Linked DNA regions of Mus musculus: regions 1, 2, 3, 5, 6 and 7 are each linked to region 4. Evidence: chromatin contacts called from public Hi-C and HiChIP or PLAC-seq data. All regions are on one chromosome and are shown on one strand. The core of a region is the stretch at or near the end of the contact, and the rest is flanking DNA. Distances in the headings are between cores, read along the strand shown. Region 1 has its middle 64 kb from the start of Gm24280. Region 2 holds the start of Ndfip2 (Nedd4 family interacting protein 2). Region 3 holds the start of Ednrb (endothelin receptor type B). Region 4 holds the start of Pou4f1 (POU domain, class 4, transcription factor 1). Region 5 overlaps Scel (sciellin). Region 6 holds the start of Rbm26 (RNA binding motif protein 26). Region 7 has its middle 45 kb from the start of Gm24280.

Region 1 (4,195 bases), core at 258-2,757, 570 kb after region 4:
TACCAAAAAGTTTCTTAGCCTAGTTTTAAGACTCTGCAATAGTAGTAAAAGGCTTATCTTGTGGAGTGCTCTTAAATCTGTGATCTGACAGGGGGAACAAACACATTTTACTGAAAAGGACCTGAAGCCATGGGTCTCAATGGGAATGTTACTGGTCCTTGAAAGAGGTTTTGGAAATAGGACTGTACATGTATTAACACAATGGCTATAGCATTACTGGCTTTTACTAGACAAGGGTCAGGGCTCTCCATGTCTAACAATGAACAAGGAAGATTTGTTCTGTCTCCGCAGAATTTCTATACACAACCACATTGATGACCACGGGTTCATTAATATTTAGTTTTCTTTTACAAATGTACCTGCAGCATGATTTGTTCCATGTGTGAACTTCTAGAGTGGCAGTTAAAAACACAATTAGGGGTATGTCATGTCTGTATTCAGATTTTTATCAAGAAGGGTCACAATTTTGGAAAAAGCATATCTGTCAGGATATTTGAGTAAACAACGCAATATTACAATGCTCTGTATCTACAGCTATAGAATTTATAGAGCTTCTTTTTTAGAGAATATATATCTTTTTAAAGAAAAATCACTGTCTCTTCTCTCCTTGTAATGAAGTTAGTATTTATAATGTAAAAATGAATTTTGGACATATCACTGTTAAGAACTCTGATCTAGGGCAAAGGGAGTCTGTATGACAGATGAAGAAAACAAGAGACGCTCTCACAAGACATAATTGCAAGAACTGGCCTTTCTAGGTGCATCTCTAAGTGATGGAAATATCAAGGGAGAGGTGAAGGCAGACAAACACAGCCTCTGAGACCCCTGAACATATACAGTCATGTCCCCCAATAGATGGAGAGTTAAAGCAAAGACGGGACCTTAGAGCACATTTCTCATGTGTAATCCTAGGAAGGGGCTGCTTTGCCTTATGTCCCATCCAGAATATAATAATAATAATAATAATAATAATAATAATAATAATAATAATAATAATAATAAACCATTAGAATAGACAGTGTGGCACATATAAGCAGCAAGCAAAAATGGCAGACCTAAGATTATTTAAACTGCTCATAAATCACGTGACAGAAGCTCCGCGTCTACAAGTACTCTTAGGAGAGGAACTGGACGGCACCAAGAGTACCAAGCCAGGAGGTTATGTGGAGCTTGCCCTGTCCATTGTAACATGCCTGAGTGAGGCCCTATGGGAAGCATAGTCAAACCCAGGTAGGATGTGAAAGGATCTTCTGCTGTAGCTGAGGTGAGCCTTCAGCCCTCAGCCTCAGCGCAGGAAACCCTGACAGTACTGTAAGGTCACAGCAGCAGAGTCATGGATCCAGAAGCAGCTTGAATCAGGAAGCTCCAAAGTGGGCAGCGTACAGACCCACTGAGGTGTCAGGAGGTGTCTTTCCATACCCAGAAGGCATCCTCAACAGAGAAGGGAAAGTACAGCCAGCAGGAAAGCCTGAGCCACACCCAGAAGTGGCAGCGAGCCTATCAGACGCTGTGCAACTCTAGAGAGGTGTGGATACTTTGCAGAGGCTTTGCTTGTCCTACTCGGCTGCATAGCAAACGACAAAATAAAAAAAAAAATCAGGAGGTTTTTTAATCAGCCTTTTTTTTTTTTTAAGCACATTTCAGTTCACCAAGTTTTGCATTTGCCTCTAGTCTTCTGTGGACATAAGAAGCTGATCATCTTGAACTAAAGGAACGAGACGGGCTTTGCGTTCATCCTGAACCTCAGACTATTAAAGTAAAAACAAGAATAAGAATGCCATCTGCTGGTGTGGAAGGTAGAGGGACTTAGTAAATCCACAGTGGGGATTGCCGTTGTTTCGCTATGGAGACTAACAGCTAGAGAACCGAGCACTGAGTAGCCGTGATAATAAAGGACACGGGCAAGAAATTTCTTAATTAGTAAATCTTTCTCCACGATAGCAAGGTTCTGTAGAATTCCTGACTGTAAGTTCTGTTCTGACCTAGAAGAGGTTGAGAGAACAGCACAAAGTATTTGCTTTACTGACTCGCCAAGATGTTTGGAAGCAACCGAATCTGGAACTTTTAAAGATTTTAAAGCATTTGCAAATTGTTTTGCCCAGGCAGACAGATGAAAAGTCCTGTAACTGTCCTGTTTTCCTCTCTGGACATTGCAGGGGTGCTGGACTCTCTGCGTGTTTTTGCAGGAGAGACATTGGGCGCTGGTGTACCACGTGCTCTGTGCTGGCCTCTGTGCTGGCCTCTGTGCGCATGATCATTTCTGTGGTTTCCCTCACATGGCTGCAAATGCATCTTTCATCATTTTTAAATTGAGATATTATGGCTAATCACTTGTTTCAATATCCTTTTCAAATCATGATATTTCATTAGATAATGTTCATTAAGATGTCCACACCTCCAAGGTTTATTTGATTGGATGAAAATATCTCATTGTTCCAGCACAATCAGTAAAAAGATAAAATTATCCTTTCCCCACACTATCTGACTTTGGCACATTTGCCAATACTAATTGATGAAATATGGGGCAGAGTCCTGGGTTTTCTATTCTCTTCCACTATCTGTTTATCTATACACCAGCTTTTCACTGCTGATAGCTATAGATTTCTACTATGTCTTGAATTAGTTATTACAAATCATCTATTTGATTTTTTCCGAGTTTTTTTTTTAATCTACATTAGGCACTCACTTCCTAGTCCCATATAAACTTCAAAATCACCGTGTAAATTTATACAAAAAAAAAAAATGGACTGTGTTAATCAACCGAGATTATGTTGCGTTTCTAAGTTAATAAGGAGTGTGGTGGCTATTCCCCATTGTCAACTTGACTATATCTGGAATGAACTACAGTCCATAAATGGAGGGCACACCTGTGATGCAGATCTTGAGGCTGGAAGACACAGGCTTTTGATCCAGATCTTGAGGCATACTAGCAATGAAAAACTTAGGGTCAGACAAGATGGTGCACACCTTTAATCCCAGGAGACAGAGGCAAGCAGATCTCTGTGTTCAAAGCCAGCCTGGAATGAAACAAGTTCCAAGTACAGGACAGTTTAGATCCAGGCATGGTGGTACACACATTTAATCTGGGCCATACCTTCTGCTGGAGGCCTATCTAAGGACAACAGAAGAAGCAAGGCTTCCTTCTTCCGTGCTTGCACTTACTTGCCAGCACATCTGTTGGAGCCTATTTCTTCCAGAGTCCAGCTTATACAGAAGACCAGCTGAAACACAGAGGTCCGTGGGACTGAACAACTGCTATATATTCTTGGGCTTCCCATTTACAGATGTCCATTGTTGGGTTAGATGGACTGCAGACTATAAGTCACTACGATAAAGTCCCTTAATACATAGAGCCGTTCTGTAAGTTCAGTGACTCTAGAGAACTTTAACTAACACAAAGAGCAAATTGACTAATAATGCTGAGTTTTGTGTGTGAATATGGTATATCTTTACATTTATTTAGGTTTTCAAATTTTTTTAATTTTTTATTAGGTATTTTCTTCATTTACATTTCCAGTGCTATCCCAAAAGTCCCCCATACCCTCCCCCCCCCACTCCCCTACCCACCCACTCCCACTTCTTGGCCCTGGCGTTCCCCTGTACTGGGGCATATAAAGATTGCATGACCGATGGGCCTCTCTTTGCAGTGATGGCCAACTAGGCCATCTTCTGATTCATATGCAGCTAGAGACACGAGCTCGGGGGGTACTGGTTAGTTCATATTGTTGTTCCACCTATAGGGTTGCAGATCCCTTTAGCTCCTTGGGTACTTTCTCTAGCTCCTCCATTGGGGGCCCTGTGATCCATCCAATAGCTGACTGTGAGCATCCACTTCTGTGTTTGGTAGGCCCAGACATAGTCTCACAAGAGACAGCTATATCAGGGTCCTTTGGGCAAAATCTTGCTAGTGTATGCAATGGTGTCAGCGTTTGGAGTCTGATTATGGGATGGATCCCCAGATATGGCAGTCACTAGATGGTCCATCCTTTTGTCTCAGCTCCAAACTTTGTCTCTGTAACTCTTTCCATGGGTGTTTTGTTCCCAATTCTAAGAAGGGGCAAAGTGTCCACACTTTGGTCTTCATTCTTCTTGAGTTTCATGTGTTTCACAAATTGTATCTTATATCTTGGGTATTCTAAGTTTCTGGGCTAATATCGACTTATTAATGAGTACATATCATGCGAGTTCTTTTGTG
Region 2 (3,984 bases), core at 177-2,676, 790 kb after region 4:
CCAGTCTCATCTGGCTTCCTTTCTTTCGGCAATCTCATCTGCACATGTATGAAGCAAAGTGAGAGATGGTCTCCAGGTTTCCCTCCCCGGATCCCCAGGAGATCTCCATAGTAAGAACAGTTATGGGGAAAGGGCTTGATTATCTTAAAAAGAACAGTTGGGCCAGATCGAGTAGGGCCACAGATCTCAGGGTACAAGAAGCAGATGTTTGGGTTAAAAGGTACCTTTTGCTGGTCTGCCATAGTCTTCTAATTGTTAGAGAAACATGCTCTGTGCCGAGAGAGAGAGAGAGAGAGAGAGAGAGAGAGAGAGAGAGAGAGAGAGAGAGAGAAAAGAAGAAGAAGAAGGAGGAGGAGGAGGAGGAGGAGGAAGAAGAAGACAAAGACGAAGATGAAGAAGAAAAGGAGAAGAAGAAGAAAAGGAAAAGAAGAAAAGAAAAAGAAAAGAAAGAAAAAGGAGAAGAAAAAGGAGAAAAAGAGAAAGAAAAAGAAGGAAGAAGAAAGAAAAAGAAGAAGGAAGAAGAAAGAAGGAGAAAGAAGGAGGGAGGAGAGGAGAGGAGAGGAGAGAGAGGTGTCACAGGGTATTATGATGCGCCACAAAAACTGATTCTTTACCATTATCTTAGGAATATCTGAGTATTATTAGCACACACACAAAAATCCTACCTCACTTCATTATTTTCTTCTGTCCTTCCCATTTCCTATTTCTAAAGGCCTCTTTCTCTGTATGTCATCAGAATATGTTTGAAGAATTTGTAAATCTCTTAGAAACAAGGGGGCAAAAGAAAGAGGAGGGTAAAGCCCTATTCAGGATTTTCAGAGTAATGAAACTGTTCAGTATGATATATAATAGTTAGGGTATATTTGTCAGAACTCCTACAACGTACAATGTTCAAAATGAACTCCAATGCAATCTATTATGGATTCTAAGTGATTGACAATGGTACGCTGTCAAATGGGTTTAACATTTGTCACAAATGAGCTGTTCTACTGAGGAAGGCTACGCGTGCTCAGAAGCAAGACTGTCTTTTTTTTTTCCTTCCTCGAAATTTTACTGTGACTTTAAAGCTGATTTTATATATGTATATGTGGTCTTTGTATATGTATATGTCCCTGGTATTTGGTAATTCATTACCTCATTAATGATTTCGAATGAGCGCCTTTTTAGGCCTGTCCTGAGATGGATCTCTTTGAGATGCTCTAGGCTGGGGACTAATAAAAGGGCGACCTGTCCTCAGGTGCTCTAGGAATGCAGCGCCTCCACCCTCCGCAGTGACGATGCATCCTCTCGCCCCACAGTGAAACCTGCCCTCACAGGAAAATCCAATCAAGTGGGACGATTTTTTTTTTTTTTTTCTTTTCCGCTTCGGTTGCCACCGCCCACTGTCGACTAGATGACAACCTAGAGGGCTCCCGGGGACTTGCCTGACTCTTCCATCTCCTCCCACCTAGGGACACCTCCGGAGCCGGGCGGCGGATGGGACGCCGGCGGAGCCAGAGAGCATGCGCGTCCGCGCCGAGCATGCTCAGTAGCGCGCGCGGCTCCCCGGAGCTCCGGCGCCGATCGGCGAGCGACGCGGAGCTCTCCGCTGGAGCCGAGGGAGCGACAGGAAGTGAAGCGGCCCCGCCAGGCGACCTCGGCGGCAGAACCCGAGGCGGCGGAAGAGGCTCTGCGGCGGCGGCGGCGACGACGTCGACCCGGGAGGCCGAGGGAGCTGAGCGCCGAGGGGACACGCCCGCTCGGAAGCCGGACCCCGAGGCGGGCAGGATGGATCACCACCAGCTGGGGACTGGTCGCTACCAGGTGGTGAGTGCGCGGGCCCCGGGGAGGACGCTGGCCTCGGGGCGTCCCGGCGGGCCCCTTCCCGCCCAGCCCACCTCTCCGCCAGCCCCCGGCCGCAGTCGACGGCCAGCGCCCCGCCGAGCCCCCTCCCCGGCGACGCTCCCCGACTCACCCCGGCTGGCTTTCTTTCCCCTCCTTCTTCCCTGACTCACACACCCGTGAGCAGTGAGTGGTGTCCCCCTGCGGCGGGGCAGGGTGCAGGTACCTGTCAGGGAGTCGACCCGACCGGTGGCCTGAATTGTGTGAGGTTATAGAGTGGGGTGCAGCAGGGCTACAACCGGCGTGAGGGGTAGAGAAGAGCTGTGATGGGGAAGGTGCCTCTCTTCTAGTTAACCTTGTCATTTTGCCCTTTTCCATTGTGTTAGTATTACAGTGATCGTTTTTTTTTTCTTTTTTTTTTAAATCTGTTCCTGCTTTGCCTGTGTTCGTGTGTGCAGCGCTTTATTAGAAAAAAAAATCAAACCTTGTTTGAAATGAAATAGTTTTCATTTAATACAGAGTTTTAAAATCACTCAAGTATGTAAACCACCAGCTATGCTTAATGAGTGAAATGCGCCCTGTATTTTCTTTGTCAGAATCTCTGTATTTTACACCCTGTGTGTTTTAGTGATGTCATTGGAGATAAATATTGTGAATAGCATTGTCAGCAATATTTACTTTATTGCGTTTTCACTTATAAACTTTTAGATAATTTAGTGGAACATAGTTACGGGGGGAGAGAAGAAAAGCATTTGTGCATATTGTTGCTATTGCGTGTCGGGTTTATAAGATTGCACAGTTAGTCCTATATGTCATCTTTTCTGTCTGTCTGCATGTGTGTTGTGCCTTTTGACAAATCTGAAGGATTGTGGTAGAGACTTAAATTTTCATTTTTTCTTTGGTAAGAATTCTCTGTCATTTGTGTCTATTTGCTATAGCATGGCCAGGTGATTTAGATTATGAACTTTCTGAAAATTATCAACATTTTCAGAATGGCTTAGGAAATAGAAATCTTGCCAGTTTATTGAAGGTGCTTTTCAAGTTGTCAGCTTTGGGTAACTTTATATTTTTTAAAAGACATTGTTCCCTTTCTAAGTGTTTGCAAAAAAAAAAAAAGCCACGTAATTTTATCATTGATACTTGTTTTACTTCTCAAATCTTACCCACTTCTGTTTGTGTCTCTAAGTGATATAATTTGATTTGAATTCTTTCTTTGGGTTGCTTTTCCTTATTGGGCTCAACCATGGATGATACTTAAAATAGTGTTAATAGTTTTAATTTATTATATTGTCTCTTTTGCTTTTGATGGAGGTAACTAGTTGAGACTATTTTTTTCTCTCAAAATCTCTTCAGATAATGTTGGAGTTTACTTTTGTCTAAACTTTGAAAGAAGGTATAAAATACTACATTTTTTTCCCTTCAAAACTGAAGCTGTGTCCTATAAAGACTTTGAGTGGGTGGAGCCACTCTGTAAGGGCAGAGGGCAGAAATCAGTCATTCTAAATAAATTATTTCTTTTAGATAGAATATTATTTTTTATGGGGAGAAGCATTGGAGAATTTTATTATAGTCTAAATTTGTATTTTCATTCTTTTACTTTTGTGGTTACATAGTAAGTTCGTGTGTTTAGGATGATAAACTGCCCTCCTCCCTTTTTTTTTTGCGAGTAGCTTTGTCTGGGAAAACGGCATAGATACAACTGAGTTTGAGTTTTGCGTAGACTCGGTAGCTGGGGTTCAGTCTGGAAGCTTAGCTTATGTAATGGGCATGCCTGTTTTATGGCTACCTTTAGGTCAGGCCTTATTTTGAAACTCTAGAATGATTAATAAACTGGAGCAGTAAACAACTTTGTTAGCGATGATGAGGTCAGGAGATAGGGAACTGTACATAGGGGTGAGAAACACTGTGCTGTGTGGATTTACTCTTATTTAAAGAGCTAAAACTCAGCTCTGCATACTGGTGATGCCTGGTGATCAGAATGGCTTACTGTCTTTAATCCACGTATACAGTTTATCCAGGACATTTTCTTTTCTTTAGGGTATCCAAAGGGTTTATTCTTTTATTATTGCTTTAGCCAACATATTAAGTGTTGGATTTTATAAGTCCTTTTTGTACTTTCGTGTCCTACATATGCATACGTATGTATATATAAATTTAAATCTA
Region 3 (4,117 bases), core at 759-3,258, 620 kb before region 4:
TTACCTTACCCATGAATCATCTGTACACCCAAGATGCAAACTCTGTTTGGGGCAGATTTGCACTCCTCACAAACTCCCAGACGATATTCATGATCCCACTTTGGGGACCATACTTTTAAGAGGTTGTGCCTAGAAAGACTGACTTCCAGGCTTGTGATTCCCAACTGTTAAATGTTGTCATAGTTACAAAGGATTTTTAAAATGTATCACTGCTGTCATCTTCACCAGAGCTTCTGATTCAGTGACCCTGGGTCAGGGAATCTGAATTCTTCTTTCCTAACAGATCTCCAATAGTAACAATGTCACTACCTGGAAAGCTACACTTGTCAGAGGCTAAGAAAACCCGCAGGAAAATCTCGTTCAAATTCAATTGTCACTATTGGCAGAGGAGCAGTCTCCTTGAGAAAGTGTCTAACCCCCCCCCCCCACCACCACCAATACTTTAAAGATTGCCACTTTACCACTCAGCTTACAACCCCACCTTTGGTTTCCAGATCCTCAGATCGTTCGTTATCAGGTACATTACCTTGTAGGTGTTAATGGGTATGTCTATGATGATGTGCAGTAGGTCTCCCAGAGCCAGACTGGCGATCAAGATATTGGGACCATTGCGCATGCACTTGTTCTTGTAGATGATTCTTAGCAGCGTGGAGTTCCCGATGATGCCTAGCACGAACACGAGGCACGACACAATCGTGTTGATGTATTTAAAAGTCTTGCTGATCTCAATATTTCGTTGGCACGGAGGAGGGAAGGATCTTGGCGGGACTCCAGCCCCCCTCCCTCCTTTGGTCACCTCCGCAGGTGCGGAGGAACGCATCAGACTGGAGTTGGAACCTCTGGTCCAGGAGGTCTTAGTGGGTGGCGTCATTACCTCTTTAGTCCCGAGAAGTGACAGCGTGGCTTGGGCAGGTGGGAATCCTCTTTTCTCTCCCCATACCCCCAAGAAGCCACAGGCCAGCAGCAGCGCCACCAAGGCGCGTCCGCACCGGCTTGCGGGCGATTGCATGTTACAGCTTGCTCCTGTGAGAGTCTGGTAGCCGCTCTGCTGTTTTCAGTCTGGAGACCAACTGGGGAGTGAAGACAGGACACTTAAGTCAGCTACCCCAGCCAAGCCTCTGAAAACACACTAGCCCGGTTGCCTCTACCCGCGCCTTAACAGTAAGTTAAGTTTGCGCGCCAGTGGGGAACTTGGGCGCACGCCACCCGCTGGTCTGCATTCAGTCTCCTCCCGGACCCTGCTCGCAGAGTTTTAATCCCCAGCCCTGCCGTAGACCAGTCGGTGGGGAGGAGCATTCGGGCAGGGGGTGTTCCAGACTGGGGAGGGTGCGTGTCCCAATGAAAGAACACTCGTATGTGCCGGGAAGAAGCAAGCCCAATTTTAGCTAAGCTTGGGGACCCGGAGTGAAGGCACCTAGCGGCCAAGGGCATACGTCAATGCACTCAGCCAAGAACCGAGAGAATAACAGATCAGCACCAACTTCTGTGCTGTCCCAGTGACTTCAAACACTCGCCTTACAACCCAATCTCGGTTTAAATCGCTGTCGTGTGTAAGTTTTACTAATTAAAAAACCCCCGAACCACTAAGCAAAGCGGAAGCCCCAAAGCACGGTTCAGCCACAGATGTTAATTCAAAGCTAAACCAGGATGGTTCGTTACCTCGTGCGGATTGGAAGCACCAGGAGCAGCGCCACGAGCAGGGAACCTCCTTCCCAGGTTGTCAACTGCCCTAGGGAGCTTGCGGCTCTCAGCAGGCGTCCAGCTGCTCCTAAACAGGCCTCTCGCAACTGAATGCAGCTCTGGCTCTGACAAAAGACCGAGAGAATGCCAGGCAGCGGATCCTCAGCAGCTTGAGCGGGGTCTTTGCTGTCCCCAGACAAGTACTTTTATTCATTCGGTCCCTTCCCAGCATCAATCAACGCCAGACTCCTCCCGCGTTTTCTGAGCGACCTTGCCACAACCTTTTCCCTTGGGCGACGCCTGGACAGTATCAGCCCCAGCTGACCGCTGGGAGGGGCAGTCCTAGTTCAGAGTTGTGTCTCACATAAAGCTGTTTATTTCTTACTCAACGAAGAAACTAACATATCCCATGACAACCTGGGATCTGGAACCTAGGAGAGAAGGTTCTGTATCAACCTGGACTTTGAATACTCCGACTGTTCACACAAATGTCCTGTAGTGATTCCCGAAATCTGCTTGGTTTGGGGAAGTTGTCTTTCGTTTGTTCTTGTTTTTTGATTTTGTTTTGTTTTGTTTTGTTTTGCCCTTAAGTTTTAAGCCAGCATGCAGGGCGGGACGCTTTCTTCTTCGGCAGAGGGACTGCCCACCCAAAGGACCAAAAGGCCCTGTAGATCTCTCTCTGTGCCCTGTAGATCCCTCTTCCTGTGTACTGAGGTGCCATTACTAGGGGTCTTTCTACTGTTGCCTAAAGGGACCTGAGGCAGAAGACAGGAAAATACTCAGGAAGCCTATTTACAAATTCAACCTGACGCTTATTTTACCAGACAGAGCAAGGAAATGAACTCTCCCTGTCATTCTTGGCTTCTGTCTTTATGGTAGAGAAGGGAATGCTAGGGATCTTCCGTTGCGCAGAGTGGTGGGTGAGGTGCATTATTCTGCTATCAGCAAGATCCTGCTGTGCCTGCAGAGGAGGTCATCCTCTAGACCCCCTTTGTCTCCCAGCTAGTTCATTGTACAACTAGGATTTGCATCTTAGATGGGCAACGCCTATCAAATGTTTCCCATGAAGCTGGAAGCAGAACGTGCGCGTGTATGTTAAAAGGTGAACTTTAAATGTGGACTGTAGTTAAGTCTAAGGGATGGGAACTATGGCCTGGGCATGAGCACCAATTCCAAATCAGGTTGTTTTGAAGACAATGTTTATCCTCCTGCCTCAGTGAAGACAAGGTCAGCATGGAACTGCTTCACGTGGACTTTCGTGCCAACATACAGTGTTGTGCAATAAGGAATTCTTTGTGTGCTTCAGTAAGGATGTGCCTGCTCCAAGGGCAGTTTTGAACCTGTCCCTTTGACACAAGTCACTTTCACTCAGGCTTTCTTCTCTACCTCTCTCTTTCTCATCATCTCTATTAGTGTGTCTTCCATGCAATGGGAATGTCCCTGCTAATTCCTGCTGAGATGTGCCTCTGCCCTGTTTTTTAGAGCACTTGTAGACTACTAACGCTAATTTTGTACTTGACTATCGTTCTAGCTGCTTTACATGTCAATTTGCCTCAACCTGAAATTACTTTGCGGGGAGATCCTAAAGAAGACCCTGCTTGAGGGGCTGGCAAGATGGCTCAGAGGTTAAGAACACTGGCTGATCTTCCAGAGGTCTTGAGTTCAATTCCCAGCAACCACATGGTGGCTCACAACCATTTGTAATGAGATCTGATACCTTCTGGTGTGTCTAAAGACATCTACAGTGTACTCATAAATAAAAAAAAGTCCCTGCCTGAGACATTGTCTGGGTGAGGTTGGCCCATGGACTTGTTTGTGGAGGTAGGGGGAGGGGGGAATCACCTTAATGTTTATTAAGGTAGGAAGACCCACTGAGCATGAGGGGACATCTGTTTCCTGGGCTGGACTCTGAACTGTACAGAATGAAGAAGGCTGGTCAGGCATAAGCAGCGAGCACCCTGCACATGGATTGACGTTGCTCTGCCATATGTGGATGAGATGTGGTGAGCTGCCTGAGATCATGCCTTGACTTGCCCTCAGTGATGAAAGTCAAATCACCCTTTCCTTCCCGAGGAGGCTGCTTACAGTCAGGGTGTTTTATCACCGCAAAAGAAGTGAAGGTAGAATAACCTATAGAGGTTAGTGTGGGTCACTGACAAGGTCATGTGAAAGAACTGTGCCAGGCCAGTGACTGAATGAATGCTATGATTATATTCCTCATTCAAATCAGCACACCCATGTGTAAAATGCTCTTCTACCAAAATGTTATTAAAAATATCTATCTGGTGTGTATGTAATTAAGTTCATCAAAATAGTTTGCCAAATCAGTTTGCATAGTGGGAGGATGTAGACTCAAAAGCCTGGTCTAAATCGAATCTAAATCTAATCTAATCTGATCTCTGTATCGGGTCAGTGACTGAAAGAATGCTGTATTCCC
Region 4 (3,951 bases), core at 861-3,360:
TTCTCGGGCGCGGCGATGGAAGTCCGCTTGCGCTTCTTCTCGCCGCCGTTGAAGAGCTCCGGCTTGTTCATTTTCTCACGCTGCGCGCCCTCGGCCTCCTCCAGCCACGCCTGCAGGATGGGCTTGAGCGCGATCATGTTGTTGTGCGAGAGCGTGAGCGACTCGAACCTGCAGATGGTGCTCTGGCTGAGCGAGCCCACGCCCGGGATCTTGAGGTTGGCCAGCGCCGAGCCCACGTCGGCCTGCGTCACGCCCAGCTTGATGCGCCGCTGCTTGAAGCGCTCGGCGAACGCCTCGAGCTCGCGCGGGTCCGTGTCCGAGTCGCAGATGGACGCCAGGCCCGCCGCGCCCACCACCGCCGCCGCGGCCGACGCCGCCGCCACCTGCCCCGCCGCCGCCGCCGCCGCTGCCGCCGCCGCGCCGTGGTGCGCCGCCGCGGCCACGAGCCCGGGATGCGGCAGCCCGGACGGCATGTTCATGGCCGCCGCCGCCGCGGGGTGCGACAGGTGGCCCAGGCCGTGCATGTGCGGGTGCGGATGCGCCGAGCCGCCCAAGAGCCCGCCGCCCGGGCCGCCGCCGCCGCCCCCCGGGCCGCCGCCGCCGCCGCCACCCCCGGGGCCGCCGCCGCCCGGGCCACCGCCGCCCCCCGGTCCGCCTCCGCCCCCGGGGCCGTCGTGGGCGCCGCCGCCGCCTCCCGCCGCGCCTGCGCCCCCTGCGCCGGCCATGAGCGCGAGCGACGGCGACGAGATGTGGTCCAGCAGGTCACCGGGCTCGAGCGCCTGGTGGTGGTGGTGGTGGTGGTGGTGGTGCGCCAGCGGCACGGTGGACGTGGACGTGCAGGGCACGCTATTCATCGTGTGGTACGTGGCGTCCGGCTTGAAAGGGTGGCTCTTGCCCTGGGACACCGCGATGTCCACGGCCGCCAGCGCCTCGGCCCGCGCCAGCAGCGTCTCGTCCAGGCTGGCGAAGAGGTTGCTCTGCAGCTGCAGGCGACACAAACCAAACCAAAAAGAAAAGGAAAGAAAAAAAAAAGAAGAAAGAAAAAGAAAAAAAAAGAAAAAAGGGGGGACAAACACCAAAGAAACCACAAAACAAACACACAAGCAGGAAAGCACGGGCAAAAGGCAAAACACAAAGCGACCAAAATAACAACGGGGGGTGGGAAGAGCAGGGTCAACGGAGGACCGGGGGACGATTTGAGAACATGCCGGGGTGGGGGAAATAGAAGGGGAGAGGCACAGGGCCAGGGAAGGGTAGAAGGGGACGCACACGGAAACACATTCCGGGGAAGACAGTGGGAGACGACAAAAAAGAGCGAAAAGAAGAAGAAAAAGAAGAAATGGAGATGTCACTCGAAGCTAAGGACCCGTGCCACACACCCGAACGAGAAAGCGAGCGAGCGAGCGAGCGAGCGAGCGAGCGAGCAGAGATCGCCTTGTGCAGGCGTAAAATTAACCGACAAAGTGGAGCCAAGTCGACAGCCGCGGCCCGAGAGCTCCCCGCGGATGGCAGGCGCTGGACAGAGGCACAGGCGGATGGGACCCGGGCCTCCAGCGGCCCCGGGCCACGCGTGCCTGGCAGCGGGATCCCTCTAAGAGCAGTCCCGCCCGCGGGAGCGGGGCCCGGAGCCGCCCGGGGCAGCTGCCGCCAGGCAGCGGCGCGGAGCGGGGGAGGGGGCGAGCGCGCGGGCCGGGACCGGGGCCGCGGGCGTGGGGCGCTTACCGGCGGCGTGGGCAGGCAGGCCCGCCGGATGGCCTCGGAGCTGGAGTGCAGCGACGGGTACTTGTGCTCAGGGAGGGTGGGATGCATGGCAAAGTGAGGCTGCTTGCTGTTCATGGACATCATCTTGGCGCCTTGGCATGTAAAAATCCACAAAACACTCGCAAAGTCCGCGGCAAAGTGCGCACGCCGGCTCGCCCGGCCTCCGTCCCGAGGCTGCGCTCGCTCGCACTGCTCGGCGGCTCCGCTCGGAGGCTCGCCGCGGGGGCTGCTGCTGCTGCTGCTGCCGCTGCTGCGCCGGCGAGCGCAGCCCGCTGCCTCGGACCGACCGCGCAGAGCGCCCGCCCGCCGGCCCGCGCGCAGGTCCCGCGATCCCGCTTCTCCGAGAGCTCTAGCCCCGGCGCGCCGACGGGCTGCGCTCCTCTTACACCTGAGCCCCACTTCTCGCGGCCGGCCCGGGCAGCTCTCGCGAGAGCTCGCGGGCCCCGCCGCGCTGACAGACAGCAGCTGTCTCCGTCTGTCTGGCGCGCGCCCTCCCCGCGGCCGCGGCGCCGTGCTTGGGCGAGCGAGCGGGCGGGCGGGCGCGCGCGCGCTCGTCGAGCCGCGACCGGCGGCGGCGCGTGGGAGCCGCTCTTATAGTGACCACCAGCAAGGACAAGGCAGGTGATGCACCTGTAGCTGGCCAGGCATGCGCGCTGCAGGTCCCACCTTGCCTCCGCCGGTCTGCAAAGATCAAAAAGGGCCCGTTATTGTTGAAGGGTAGGAACCTTTTGGAGGAAGAAAGCCAGGATGCAAGCACTCCTCTCGGGTGTGTTTTCCTCCCAGAATATATGCGCATTATTTAGGCACACCTCCACTACCCGGTGCCTAACAAGCTGTTATATAATGTATACAGAGAGGCATTTGTATGTTAAATTATGCCCGTGCATTCCTCTGTATATGGAGAAAAATAGCAACACAGAAATGCGCTGTGGATGATGCTGTCTTTATGCTGCAAGAACCTGTTTCTTTCATGGTTTATAAATAGGCTCCCGGAGAATAATAGCCATGACAGACAGTTGTTTGAAGCAGTCAGACGCTATTGATTTCCACGTAATTTAATTTCTCTGCATACTTTGTTGTTGTGAATATAACTGTGTCAGGCACCACCAGTGACAGTCACTTAGGAGCAGTAAGGAGTGTGTGCTTTCTACTCGGGAAAAGCTGTTGAAATGAAATTGTGCATTTCTCTTATTGTTTGTCTCCTTTAACCGTGTACAAACTCACATTTCAAAGGAGCTCTAGGTGATCTGAGGCTTTGAGTCATCAAAAAGGAAAAATAGTAAACAGGGTGTAGCCGAGATCTTTATCTTTTCCTCTCCAGTGAGACACACACACACACACACACACACACACACTTTTTTCCCCCCTGGAAACTCCAGGAAAAGAAATCCACTTCAGAGAAAAGGGAATAAGATGTTGAAAAGAGAACTTTCTTTCACATCGCTTTGGACCCTTGCTTTTTATATCTGCCTGCTTACAGTATTTTTCTTACCTGGGATACAGAATGAAGCTAATCTATAGATTGTAATTCAAAATGTAAATTCAAATCAGATAGAAGGAACTGGTATGCTATCTAGTCCAGCCTTCAATAATAGTAACAACAACAACTGTGAAATGAAGACCTATGAAGAAGAAATAAATTAATGAACCTGTTATATTACCCTCATGTAGCAGCAGATCAAGGGCCTCTCTGGGGAGCCTCAGCTTGGGTGCCTAAGTCCCTAAGGATACAGTCCTTGCCTAGGGTGATAATAACGGTCCAGATGTTATCACATCTGCTGGCTAGAGAGCCTGAGAGAGACAAGAAACTGCTTATGGGAAGCAGAGATCAGATACATAATCTTTCAGGTCACTCGCACAACAAGAAGGTCTGCATTTCCACCAAAGAGGAGATCTCATTTCTGCAAACCCAAATCTTTGGTCCAGCAGATTTGTATTTTTCCTTTGCTTTAGAGAGTGTATATCTTCAGGACACCCACGAGTTTATTCAGATTCCAAGAAGAGCCCACAGACATCACTGGCTTTTCTTTCTTCTCTTTCCTTTCTGCCCTCCCAACCCCTCCCTTTCTTCTAGCCTGAGAGGGAAGTGAGAAGGATGTTCATTTGCTGGTGCAAGAAGGAGCCACTTCTTCATCCATTATGTGGCTCCCCTGGGAGCGCTAAATGCAACTCTATCTCAGCGGGAAATGG
Region 5 (3,814 bases), core at 368-2,867, 920 kb before region 4:
TGTGGCAACCTCAGGCATAAATAACCAGTGTACCGGCAATACAAGGAGTCACACACAGAACGTCCATATCCTGTGGGAGATCTGTTACGCGCGGGAAGCTTGTAATGTGGACTTGGGGGACAGATCTTGGAAGAAGAGAAGTATTTTGTATTTGTATTTGAATATGATGTAATCACGCAGTGTCAAATGATTGCTCAGGGCATGCGCAGTAGGACCAAAGACGCTGCTACTATGTTTAGCATTGAGCAGGTTGGTTCTGGGATACTTGAAGGACATGTTTGTGGAGGCGATGCTCAAACAATAATAAATGCTTGGATGTGGGTTGGGATCAGGGAGGAGCGGGGTAAGAGGCTGAGGGATCCTGACTTAGGGATGGACATCAAATGTGACATATTTAGAATGAAGTTACTGTGGAGACGATCAGATAAGAAGGGATGGGTATGGAATGCTGCCCAAAGGGTTTTTTTTTTTTTCTGAATTCTGTATTCAGAAAAATTAATAATCCTTACTGGGCAACTAACAGTGCCTTACCTTTAAACAGCTGCTATAGCCTATTCATTAAATACGTGGAGTCATCTTGTAATCCTTTGCAGCATCGAGCAAATGTATCCATAGTTATTTATTAATAGACATGTCCATCCTTGATTCTGATCCCTACTGTGTGTAAAACAATTCATTTCCTCAGCTTGTTACCGCCATGTGACTTTGTAGTTAACTGAGCCTTGTTCTATGTGCTTAGAGTTTGAGGACTGACTAGATATCTCCCTCCCACCCTACTTTCCTTCTGTCTGTCTCATTCCAGCACAGCTGTTGATCTCTGTCTATGTGTATGAAAGCACTTGGGTAGACTCCAGAGATACACTGGTGTCAGGTCCAATCTCTACTTCAGGAGACTCAAAAGCCATCTATCACTAATCATATCTTTATAGTTTTGTTTATTTTTTAAGTTTCTCCACCCCGTTTTACTGTCATATAATTCCTTTGCAAGGGTGTTAGCATTTGCCAGACTGGAGCCAATGAGAGAACAGGTGACAGGTGCCCTACAGGAAACATAGACTACCCATGTGTCACTGATGGAGAGGGGTCACAGAGCTACCTTCTGAGCCAACCAATACATCTTAAGGAATTCAAGTGCTTCGATGTATCTTGAGGACTTTGAGATCTAGTGGTTAGATCTCATCTAAGATTCATGCATGAACCTTGCTAGCCAGGGACTGTTGCTCAATCCAAACACGGGAGGAGGATGCAGGAGGCCCACATGTTCAAGGCCAGCCTGAGCCACACAAGTGAAGCCGTGTTAGAAAGCAAAGCAAGCAATTTGTTAAGCCATATTACAGGGCTTGCTTAAGAGACAGTATAAATATTCATAAATGCTAGCCAGAGAGAAGAACAACGAAGCTACTGTCTCTATTTCCAGTACTAATAAAACCAGTATGTTTTCTTCTGGAATCATTTTCAAACACAAGGAAGAAAATAAACGTGGGATAGAAATGAGACCATGGACACATACCTGTCGAAAGGAGAAAAGAACTACTTCCTGTGCACCCCCATATCACCTCACCCTTATTCTGTTACAACCTCTTCTTTTATGGGTTTTGACTTCCAGTTAGCGGATTGGTAGAATTAGGGGAGAAAAAAAAACCCTGATTGAGAAGCAAGTTGCCATAGCAACCTTGCACTGTAGTTATATTTTTCTGTCTGCAACTATAAATGGTAAAATGTAACCTTTCTAATTATGCTGCAGCATTGTTAACCCTGTCAGTGCCAAACCCTTTACAAAGTGCTTCACACTCACACAAAGCAACGGATTTCATTTTCATCTCAACAAAAAAAATCTATACACTAACAAGAATCTCTTATAAATATTAATGTTGCCTGCACTTAGTAACATGCCAGAGTATAGATAACTTAAAAAAAAATCATGCCTGTGTCTCCAGACTCCATATTTTAAACAGCCCAGATAGTTAACACATTAACCTTGGTCAAGGTTTGTCCTTTCATTGAAATGGCTTTTGACTAGAATGAGAAAGCTAGCTTAGCAGAACAAATAAAGGCCTTGACCTTGAACAAGGACTTGTTTTCTCTTCAGTTGTTTAGGGACAACTCGGACCCCCTCAGGGACTCCCCACATCAGGTTTAAGCAACTCATGCAGACAAGTAAAACCAATACTTTGCCCAGTGCGGATTTCTGTGCCCCATCCCTCCCTTGGGTCCCTGTTGTTCCTCTGTCTGCCAAAGACCAATGAGGTTGCTGAAACGGAGGTGTTTCAGGTCCAAAGTAGAGTTAAGGAAAAAGTCAGGATACCTAGGGCTTGTCACTTAACAAAACATCATCCTGGCTCAACCATAAAAGCCAGGCAGGTTGGACAAGAAAGAAACAGGTTTGCTATTTAGCAGTATTGTCTCAATTTATCAGAGATTGCTACATAGTTCTCTCAAAATACAAACAAACGCTCTGGCACAATACAGGTGGCTGTCTTTGGGCATTCAAATTGTAGCAAGTTACTTAACTCAGATTTCTTTCCTCCTGATACAGCAGGAGCGGAGCACAGTCGGACCAGGGGGCTTTGCCTTGTGTAGTAAGCATGGGAAGGGGACTTAGGAACAAAGCTCCAGGCGGGGAGCCCTGGGTGGATGCCCTGTGGCTGATGGGGGTGTCAATCAAGTGTCTTCTGAGGACATTTGGGAGGAGCAGGAGCTTGTAAAGACTGTCATTTTTCCTAAGTCTGTCTTTGTACTTGGGGAATGGGGCAGTGCACTTTCTTGTCTTCTCATCTCTCAGCTGTTTAAAAAAAAAAATCACCCAACAGATTCGCGGATGAGTAGTCATTTGAATGTATAGAGTTCATGAGCCATCCTTCCATGCTCTTTCCATTGTATTGCCGAGTGGTGTGCTATCAGAGAGACCACCACAGTTGAGTTATGTACTCACTGAAGGGGGAAAAAAAACACATCAGGGCTTCGAACAGTCCTTGTGGTTTGTGTGAACATCAGTAAAGGATTCTCTTATGCAAATGCCAACGAGTGCTAGGTCACATGATAAGCACACGCTTAACTTTGTAAAGACCTCATGGTTTGGGTCAAAACGTCTGTTGCTTTTGCATGCACACAGGCAAAGGTTAAGAGCCTGGCTTGCTACATTTCCTCAATGGTGTTTAGTATTTTCAGTTTAAAAGCCCTTCTTTTAACTATGCTAATTCGCGCTTTATCTCAGTACTGCTTAGGTGCCTGCTTTCCTAGGGACCAGCTGTGCAGTGTGGCCTTTTGTATCTTTCTTTGTCATATGTACATCTTTTCTTGTGAAGCACACATTTCAATATTTTGCCTTTTGTTGGTGTTGTGTTTGCTTATTTCTGAGTTTTATAAAATATATGTCTTTTATCAGAAATATAAATTTATAACTTTTTGAGTGTGCTGCTGACAGTTTCAATCTTTTAACCATGTATTTGTTAGAACAAAAGTTTTTAAAAACATGTTGAAATCTGATTATTTTTCAGTTTTCATTTAATGATTTATGCCTTTGGTATCGTGTCTAACCCAGGGTCACAAAGTGTTTCTTCTAAATATCTTTTAGTTTCATGATTTACATATAGATTTACGATCTCTTCTGAGTGGATCCCTTTGGGTGGATCCCTTCAAGTAGATCCATTTGAATAGACACCATTTTAGTGCTGATGTATTTTCCACTTCACCTGATAATTCCTGGATTATTATTAATAATAATAATAATTATTATTATTATCTCTTTGCAAAAACTACCTAAGGACTAAAAACTAGTCTGACTGAACAAATACTTCAGAAGTTGTGTCTCTTT
Region 6 (3,908 bases), core at 784-3,283, 710 kb after region 4:
TGAGGCTTCACACTTGATTTTTCCTTTCCTTTCCCTTCCTTTCCCTTCCTTTCCTCCACATCACTGTATCGGGAAGTTCTAGCAGACCTACTTGTGAAGTACATGTGGTTCCATCTCCACCATCATCCAATCGCAGTCTCAGCCTACAGTACGTTCAACGGAGTGTCCCTTCATTTAAATCTTACCACCTTCAGTCTCCACAAACCACCCTTACTTGAAGTCAAATCAGTCCTGGCCTGCTTTAAATAACCTCTGTTCCAAGTGTGTGTTAATAAGATCTTAATTCCCAGCCTGGACCTAAAGCTGGCCCCTGTCTACTGATTCCATGTCTTTCCTCTCTCTTCCCTATTCTTACTCTTTTTTGAACAAACCACATTGATCACGTATGTCCTCTACTAGGCCTTTCAGCTATTCTTCATTCTGAAAATGCATCATTCCTCGGAAATAGTGGGGCCTTTTCTCCTCTTTTAAGTTTTATTAACTATTCCTTGCTCAGACAGTTTCACTGACCAACAACCCTGAAGCAGCAGACCCCATTCAAACCACGGTTACATGGTCCTCTACTATCATAATGGCCATAACTGGGCATAGCTGAAGTGTATCTTATTGCAGCTTATCAACCCAGGAGAATGTTAAAGTCCTGTCCCAAAGCTCCCCACAGTATATGGTAAAAACTTAACGCATGCATTAAATAAGTGAATTACCTGCCACTGCATTTCAAGTTGCTATTGTAAATCAACGATGCAGAAAACAACCTATGATGTATTTTGCATTAAATAAATACATAAAATATTCCTAAAATCTTTCAATATTTCAACAGTCGCACAAACTACTCAATTTCTCCTTAAATGCCAAATATTCCATACGGATAGAGATTTGGGTTTGTTGGTTTTTTTCCCCCTTCTTCAAAGTAATAGGATGTAGGTGGCAAGGGGTCTGGGGCTTCCTGGGCTTAGCACCTGTTACATCTTCAATCAGTTAAGAGAGGTGCGTATGAGCCACACACCACATGGAAGACGTGGCCTTTCTTTAAGGGACTGTAAGCGAAACCTTAGGTTTTTAAACTCGAACTTCCCTGATCCCTAAGAAAAAGCCATGCACTTCGTCTTAAGAAGCACTGTGGAACTATCTACCACCGGGAGGAGAAGCTAGCACTCGGGAGGAGCCGAGAAGCCGATGTGGAGGGCCTCGGAAGACACACACAGGTGTACGGGGAAGTTTGCCATCGGTCTGCCTATAACGGGAAAGGGGAAAGCAAAGCAGGGCACACCGGTTCAAAGATCAGCTCGACCATTACAATCAAGCCCAGCTCCAGCTTTGGCTATGTTGAGCCTGGACGGGAAGGTGGGCGAACAGAGAAAGCAGAGCCTTGGGGGGACTCCCCACCTCCCGGTTCTTCGCTTCGGCCTCCACCACTGAGTAAACTGCCCCGATCGGGGCGCCCGCCTGTCCACCACCGCCATCCCTGCGAGCGAGCACTGCTCCCCCGGGGGTTACTCACATGGGCTCGAGGGTCTTGCTGAGCCAGGACTTGAGCGCCTCGAAGTTTTCGATGATCATCTTAGAAACCATCCACCGCGGCCCCGAGGCCGGCCTCGCTCCTGCGCTCGCCCAGGTCGCCGCCGCCGCCCCCTCCTCCGCGCGCCGTCCGCGTGGGCAGCGGTGGGAGGTGCCGGTGGCAGGTCCCCGCGAGCCGCGGGTCGGCGAGCACCTCGGCGGGGGCCGCCGCAGGCCACGCGCCCACCGGGTCCCCGGAGCTTCTCCCCTCGGCGGACCCTGGCCCGGGCTGAGGCAGCAACCGTTTGCCGGCCGGGCCCTCCCCCCTGCCCCGCTCCCCCAGTGAATCTTCCCGAAGGGGAGCCGAACGCGCTCCGACCCGGGCTCTCCTCTCAGCTTTGGGATTAGGTGCTTGGTTGGTGGCCACGCGGCAGAGCAGACGTGAAGAAAAGCGACAACGAAGGGCGGCTCAATGGGAACGGTTCGGGGGTCTTCCCGGCTTCCAGCACCCCCAAGAAGATGGCTGCCGGTAAATCTCGCGAGAATGAGTGCGAGTCTCGCGGTGCGGCCCGGAGCATGCTGGGAAGAGACGCAAGTTCGGCCGGGTGAGAGCTGGGCAAATCCAGTAGTGGATCGAGGATTGACCAATCGCAAGGGTTGAGGCCTCGGTCCCCTTTTATCCATCGGCCTTCGTGGTGAATAAGCACAAGCGCCGTCTTACTTCACCAGGATGGAGTGGCCGCGGGCTCCCAGGCCTTGTCCTCTGAGAGGATTGTGCTTGTCAGCACGAGTGAACCTAGAAGATGGGAGCTCTCCATAAGAAGACGGCCAGCAGTGTTTGCAGGGGTCCTGCACTGTGCGACCTGCCCTCGGTGTCACAGCATCCTCCAGTACCATCTTCTGTGTGTGCTGCCCCGTGCACACGATGGGTAAACACACACTGGTCTAATCTAACCCACCGAGACCTCCAGAGGATTAGTGTTCTTATCCCAAAGTACAGGACTTTTTGGCCAAGGTCTAATGACCTATGGATGCCCCAAACCAAAGATACCTTGTTGATTTCCAACCTACAAGAGAAAAAAAAAAAAAAAAAAAAAAAAAAAAACAGTTTTGTTACATTTTAAATTCTGTTCATTTAGAAAAGTTTCAACTTTTCTCCAAGAAATTACAATGTACTAAAGAAGAGCATTCAAACCAGCATCCTATATACATCATAGGTGGTCCCGCAAGTTTGGTTCTATTATATTATTAGGAGACTACCAAAGACTAGTAGGCAATGGGCCACAATGGAATGAAAAAATAGTGGAATGGACAAATGGAATGAAAAAGTAGTCCACGAGTCTAAAGACACGGTCGGTGAACCATAAAGAAAGTCTTGATGCGACAGAATTTGCAATATGCTGGAGTGGAGTGTCCTTTAAGCATTAACTAAAAAGGTTATAAAATACAAAGCTAGACGTTTGCTCTAAAATATGATGCCATGAGTGAGACGTTAATTAGATTTAAGCTAATGAAGAATTAAGATATTAATTAAGATGATTTAGCTAACTGAAATACCGCAGATATGAAAAGACAAAATATTTAGAATTCCATTTCTAGAGGTTGCTAGAGTCCCAGGAGTGACCGAATGCAGAATGGTGGTTGCCAGGAGGCAAAGGGGGATCTTGAGAATTACGTCTCAGTGATGCAGAGTTTCAGTTTGGAATGATAAGAGTTCTGAAACAGTTGGTGACTGAACAGTTTGACTATACATCTAATGCCATGAAGTTGTACACATACAATTATTAAAATGGTAAACTTTAGGTTACATATAGAATGTATAAATAATATACTATTGAGAATCGCGTGTTTCTGTTTAAAGGCACCATACCCAATATTGTCGATGAATCAATATTGACTCCTGTTCCCGGGCACTGTAGCACATGTTTAAACAAAGCCCGTATAGTCCATGTGCTTTTCTCTGTAAAATACATCATGGCCTTCTTATATGTGGGAACCATAGAAAGCACTCCACTGTTGCGTATGGAGAACGGGGGTATTTTAAATCACCAAGAAAAAACAATCTCATAAATGAAGAAAGTAAAACATAACCCCAAATGGGCCACCAAATGGGTCCTTATTTCCATTGTGAGAACTGAAAAAAAAAAAAAAATGAAGATATCCCCTTGTTCAACTTCAGCTGAGAACATACGCAGCGTTGGACTTAAATTGTTAGCCGCTCAGCGTATGGCCACAGTGAACTATAAAACCGCCACAAGTATTGGGTTTGGGGGTTACAGAGAGTCTAAAGAGTGAGAAAACTCATGACTATAGAATCTGTAAGTAGTAAGGACTAGCTGTATTCTGAAAGACTAAGACCACTGAGTGATAGCGGTCCCTCCCTCCTTCCACTGCACAGAGCTTGTTACCAG
Region 7 (3,681 bases), core at 488-2,987, 550 kb after region 4:
CATGGTCAGAGCAAGGAACCTTTTAGTCCCTCATGGTTAGTCACTGCCTTCCAAATTGTCCTCTGTCCCATGCCATAAAGTCCTCTGTTGCCACAGTTCACCCCGAGGTGAGAACCCCCGTGCTGCTGTATGTGAACAGTTAACACCCTCGCATTCAGGCCTTCCGTGTCTCATGCGCTGGCTTTAAACTCTGGACACAGAGGCAGGCTCTAGGGGGACGAACAAATGGCAGTGCCGCTCCACAAAAGGCCTACAGATCATTGGCAGATACAAACAAGCATTTAGGTGGCTTCAACACCTCATAAAACGTAGAGAGCAAGGCAAGGGTCAGATAAAGCTCTCCTACCACAGTACCCTTCTGTGTGTACGTGAGGTAAGGACACGCGATCTAAAGCCTTTAAATGCTGTTTTAAGTGGGAGAAGAGAGGTACAGTCAGATAGAGTGTGGGAGGCCAGCTGGGATAACCGCGGACTGGGGGCGTGGCTCAGTGGTACAGCACTTGCCCCATCGTCTCCAGACTTGGATTGTACTCCCAGTGCTGCAAAAAGAAATTTCGTGTCTGACAAGTGCTTGTGTTGAGGATGCTTCAGAAAGGTGAGGGCTGTACACTAATTTTTCTCTAGAACTGAGTCCTTATTTTTGAATATATTCTCGTTCCCAACGTTTCTTTTCCTAAACGGTCCATATATTGGTTATGACTGCTGTGAGTATCAAGGGACGTTATAAGGTAAAACTCCTTTGGGACATTTAGTGCTGCCTAAACAACAGATGTTTTTTACAGACACTGATAGTTGTTTCTTGTTATCATACTAAATTCTTCTCCATCCTCACCCCAACTTACAGAGTTAGATCACACTTGGTAAACATGTTTAGGACCCAGTTATAACAAAGGACAAGGAGAGGCAGTTCACGGCAAAGCCAAGTGCCCAACATTTTGGTGTCAGATTCATTGATTAAATCTCTCAAATCCAGCACACCCTCTAGGGGGCAGTCAAGTCAGAAAGCACACACTCAAGAGTTACCATCCATCCACACAAAGGCAGGTGAGTCTCCGTAACTTGAAGGTGTATCAAAACCATCCAAGAAGCCCAAGACTGCCAGATATCTAAAAGCTAATAATAAAATAAGAAAAAAGTTCACAGCACACATAGGAATGCCACAAGAATTCAGATGGGGAAGGAAATTTACAAATATGGCAAATTCAGGAAATGTGAAAAGGTTAAATTTAAGTTTCTGCAAGAAAAAGATATGACCACATTATTTGTAGAGCCCTGTTATATCAGCCCTATGTTTTAAACAATGGCCCAGATAGTTAAAACTTGCTGAAAGAAGGGAAAAGGACGGGGGAGGAGACAAAAGACAGCAGGGAGAGTAACTTAGATTGGTAGGAGTAGGGAGAAACTTCTGAGAAAACAGAAAGGGCAGAGAGAACTGGCCACCTTCAAATCTCCAGTCTGACCCGCATATCTGGAAGGACTCAGGCCTGAAGAATCCTGGAAAGCTCCTTAGGAAAAGAACCAGAGGGCATGGGCAGGAAAATTACCACGAAAGAGAAGTAGAGGTCAGGGGAGGGTGGTGGACGCCAAAGGACGGTTAGGAGCGTGTGGATCCATGCTCAGAGCAATGTCTCTCAGACAGTCTTTGTATTTGCACCAGTATTTGTGCCGACAGAGCTGCCCTCTACCGAGCGCCTGCCTCAGTAAGCAGGAACATTTATGGGGAAGCAGAATGTGTCTTCTTATTCAGGGCTCCCCCACTGAGCATTAGTCTCAGAGATGCCATTGCTCCTGAGCGATGGACCGGGTAGTAGCCACCTGCAGTTTCCCAGGAAACCGGAGCGTTATCACAGCAAGTTGGATCCGGAGAAGAGGAAAATGCCGGGCACGTTTGATTATGAGTAAGCTAGAGAGCACAGGCACTCCCTGGGGACTTCTAGGATTACTGGAAAGAAATCGCCATGGGCTATAGGTCTCTCCAAGTGCACTGTGAGAGACTGACTGTGAGGCGGGGGAATACTGTTTTCCTGCTTTGTGTCTGTTACTGTGACTCCTGGGATTCTGATCTGGAAAATAGGAGCCACACGAGCAAAGCAAACAAAGTTCTGTCAGGACATCTGACCTGAAGTCTGAACTCCCCCTGACCCTGACATCAGAAGGCCCCAGAGAGGAGATGCTCCCACTGCTTGCCGCAGCTGGCAGCCACCAGCATAGAGACAGCCAGCTCCAAAGAGTCAGAAACCAACAGCCGCAATCAAACACTTAGGGGAATACAGATATCTTCCTGGAGGCAAGGCACAAGATACTGGGTAACAGAATACAGCTGCCTACATAAACCCATCTTCATTTCAAAAACCTCCGGTGGCAGGGTTCTGCTGTATGGACCCATCAAGCTGAAAACAAAACTCTATACTAGAACAATGGCAAAAAGAAGAAGAAGAAAAAAAAAGGTGTTTGATATCTTATTTTTCAAAACGTCAACAATACACAGTAATGCAAATGGTCCTCAATGTGGACTCTTAAGAAGGAGTCCAGGAAGTAGAATAAAGCTTTATAAAGAGATAAGGAGAAAATTGCAACAAGAGGAATAAACGAGATGGGGCGTGGGAGGGCATCATAAAGGACGGAATATAGTGAGAGACAACTAAATGCTAAAGGCCTTTTGAAAAGCCAAATGGAACCAAGCAGAAATGGCATATACCTTTAATCCCAGCACTCCAGAAACAGGCAGGACATCTCTGCAAGTCAATACCTTAACTAGACACTGTCATGCCAAATAAAAACCCCAGTGGCAAGAATGGTTTGCATCTTTTTGAGTCATTGTCCAAAAGGATCCCATAGACCTTCTCTGAACATCACAGGCTATTTCCATGGCTATTGGTTACCCTCTACGGCCTGACGACAAGACACTACTGCTGAAAACACCATATACTCACTGTCATCAAACGTGAAGACATGGAGCTGGTACCCAACCCAGCTTCACCCCTACTGACTAGCATCCACAGTGCTGGAAAGTGCTATATGTATTGCAGAGGGGAAGTGATCGTCCATCTCACCCAGATTCGAACCGTATGAGGGACAACAGTCACCTGACCGACCATCAGTGCAATACAGAAACAAATGTTAGGGGAGTAACAAACCTCTTTCTAAGGAAGGTTGAGGTCTGCTCCATGAGACAGAACCCACACCTGACATTGTTAATTAGGCCAAGAATATGAGACTAAGTAGGGCACGGGTCCGAGGGGACAACCTACAACTTTCACTCTGCTAAGTGAACATGGCAATAAAAGAATTCCTGGTAACATATTGCCCTACCCATGGATCCGTTCATCACTCTACCCCATGAAAGAAACTTCTTGCAGTACCAGGGAATTAACACAGAGACCCACAACTAGACCATGTGCAGAGTGAGAGACTTTGGAGCACTCAACCCTAAATGGGTTGTCTCTACCAAAGCCCTCCCCTCAAAGCTCAGGGATCTATGTGCAAGAGAAGATAGAAAGAGTGTCAGAACAGTATTTTCCAGACACAACAGGACTGATGCATATACGAGCTTACACAGATTGTGACAGCACGCACGCGCACACACACACACACACACACACACACACACACACTTGCACAAGCTCAGGCCAGACAAAAATCCTAGCGTAAAAAAGGGGAAGGTAGCCACAAAGGTCCCAC

The links. A called contact is a pair of places that touch in the nucleus more often than the background predicts. HiChIP or PLAC-seq counts read pairs in DNA pulled down with a chosen protein or histone mark.
Region 1: a contact with region 4 is called in an H3K4me3 HiChIP or PLAC-seq map of neural tube, with 4 times the contacts expected there. The contact joins the enhancer-like site here to the promoter of Pou4f1 in region 4. A contact is called at or near these places in 1 of 39 promoter capture datasets (hippocampal neurons), 3 of 484 Hi-C or Micro-C datasets (cerebral cortex, cortical neurons and embryonic stem cells), 7 of 115 datasets of contacts at active chromatin or transcription factors (astrocytes, embryonic hindbrain, embryonic limb bud and 4 more) and 1 of 9 other capture datasets (embryonic stem cells).
Region 2: an H3K4me3 HiChIP or PLAC-seq map of forebrain shows a contact between it and region 4, with 5 times the contacts expected there. The contact joins the promoter of Ndfip2 here to the promoter of Pou4f1 in region 4. A contact is called at or near these places in 6 of 39 promoter capture datasets (the C10 cell line, embryonic stem cells, frontonasal cranial neural crest and 3 more), 3 of 484 Hi-C or Micro-C datasets (the G1E-ER4 cell line and embryonic stem cells) and 8 of 115 datasets of contacts at active chromatin or transcription factors (astrocytes, embryonic forebrain, embryonic midbrain and 5 more).
Region 3: an H3K4me3 HiChIP or PLAC-seq map of embryonic stem cells shows a contact between it and region 4, with 15 read pairs. The contact joins the promoter of Ednrb here to the promoter of Pou4f1 in region 4. A contact is called at or near these places in 1 of 484 Hi-C or Micro-C datasets (embryonic stem cells), 5 of 115 datasets of contacts at active chromatin or transcription factors (astrocytes, bone marrow-derived macrophages, embryonic stem cells and 1 more) and 2 of 9 other capture datasets (adipose tissue and pancreatic islet).
Region 5: a Hi-C map of cortical neurons shows a contact between it and region 4, with 5 times the contacts expected there. The contact joins the enhancer-like site here to the promoter of Pou4f1 in region 4. A contact is called at or near these places in 3 of 484 Hi-C or Micro-C datasets (cerebral cortex and cortical neurons), 3 of 115 datasets of contacts at active chromatin or transcription factors (astrocytes, bone marrow-derived macrophages and forebrain) and 1 of 9 other capture datasets (embryonic stem cells).
Region 6: an H3K4me3 HiChIP or PLAC-seq map of forebrain shows a contact between it and region 4, with 5 times the contacts expected there. The contact joins the promoter of Rbm26 here to the promoter of Pou4f1 in region 4. A contact is called at or near these places in 3 of 39 promoter capture datasets (the C10 cell line, hippocampal neurons and pre-B cells), 4 of 484 Hi-C or Micro-C datasets (the G1E-ER4 cell line and embryonic stem cells) and 13 of 115 datasets of contacts at active chromatin or transcription factors (astrocytes, bone marrow-derived macrophages, embryonic forebrain and 8 more).
Region 7: a contact with region 4 is called in an H3K4me3 HiChIP or PLAC-seq map of neural tube, with 5 times the contacts expected there. The contact joins the enhancer-like site here to the promoter of Pou4f1 in region 4. A contact is called at or near these places in 1 of 39 promoter capture datasets (hippocampal neurons), 1 of 484 Hi-C or Micro-C datasets (embryonic stem cells) and 6 of 115 datasets of contacts at active chromatin or transcription factors (embryonic hindbrain, embryonic midbrain, embryonic stem cells and 2 more).

Annotation. Positions count from the first base shown.
Region 1 is chr14:105,033,399-105,037,593 of GRCm38.p6, forward strand. No RefSeq gene overlaps it. Among named protein-coding and RNA genes, the nearest start is that of Gm24280, 64 kb to the left of the region's middle. Within about 2 kb of position 1,508, at least 12 of the 459 cell types and tissues checked have an H3K27ac peak or open chromatin away from gene starts, as enhancers often do. A contact at or near this core is called in neural tube, where this site is marked.
Region 2 is chr14:105,257,197-105,261,180 of GRCm38.p6, forward strand. Ndfip2 (Nedd4 family interacting protein 2) reads left to right here and starts at 1,427. Exons shown (of 8, transcript NM_029561.5): 1 at 1,427-1,806. The coding sequence starts at 1,477.
Region 3 is chr14:103,842,468-103,846,584 of GRCm38.p6, forward strand. It overlaps Ednrb (endothelin receptor type B), which reads right to left and starts at 2,009. Exons shown (of 8, transcript NM_001136061.2): 1 at 1,660-2,009; 2 at 527-1,070. The coding sequence starts at 1,009. The region is part of intron 1 of Gm35197 (a long non-coding RNA gene); the gene reads left to right.
Region 4 is chr14:104,465,889-104,469,839 of GRCm38.p6, forward strand. Pou4f1 (POU domain, class 4, transcription factor 1) reads right to left here and starts at 2,111. Exons shown (of 3, transcript NM_011143.4): 1 at 1,723-2,111; 2 at 1-983. The coding sequence starts at 1,845.
Region 5 is chr14:103,550,909-103,554,722 of GRCm38.p6, forward strand. The region is part of intron 8 of Scel (sciellin); the gene reads left to right. Among named protein-coding and RNA genes, the nearest start is that of Scel, 39 kb to the left of the region's middle. Within about 2 kb of position 1,618, at least 27 of the 459 cell types and tissues checked have an H3K27ac peak or open chromatin away from gene starts, as enhancers often do. A contact at or near this core is called in cortical neurons and forebrain, where this site is marked.
Region 6 is chr14:105,175,281-105,179,188 of GRCm38.p6, forward strand. It overlaps Rbm26 (RNA binding motif protein 26), which reads right to left and starts at 2,034. Exons shown (of 22, transcript NM_001368684.1): 1 at 1,502-2,034. The coding sequence starts at 1,572.
Region 7 is chr14:105,014,489-105,018,169 of GRCm38.p6, forward strand. No RefSeq gene overlaps it. Among named protein-coding and RNA genes, the nearest start is that of Gm24280, 45 kb to the left of the region's middle. Within about 2 kb of position 1,738, at least 19 of the 459 cell types and tissues checked have an H3K27ac peak or open chromatin away from gene starts, as enhancers often do. A contact at or near this core is called in neural tube, where this site is marked.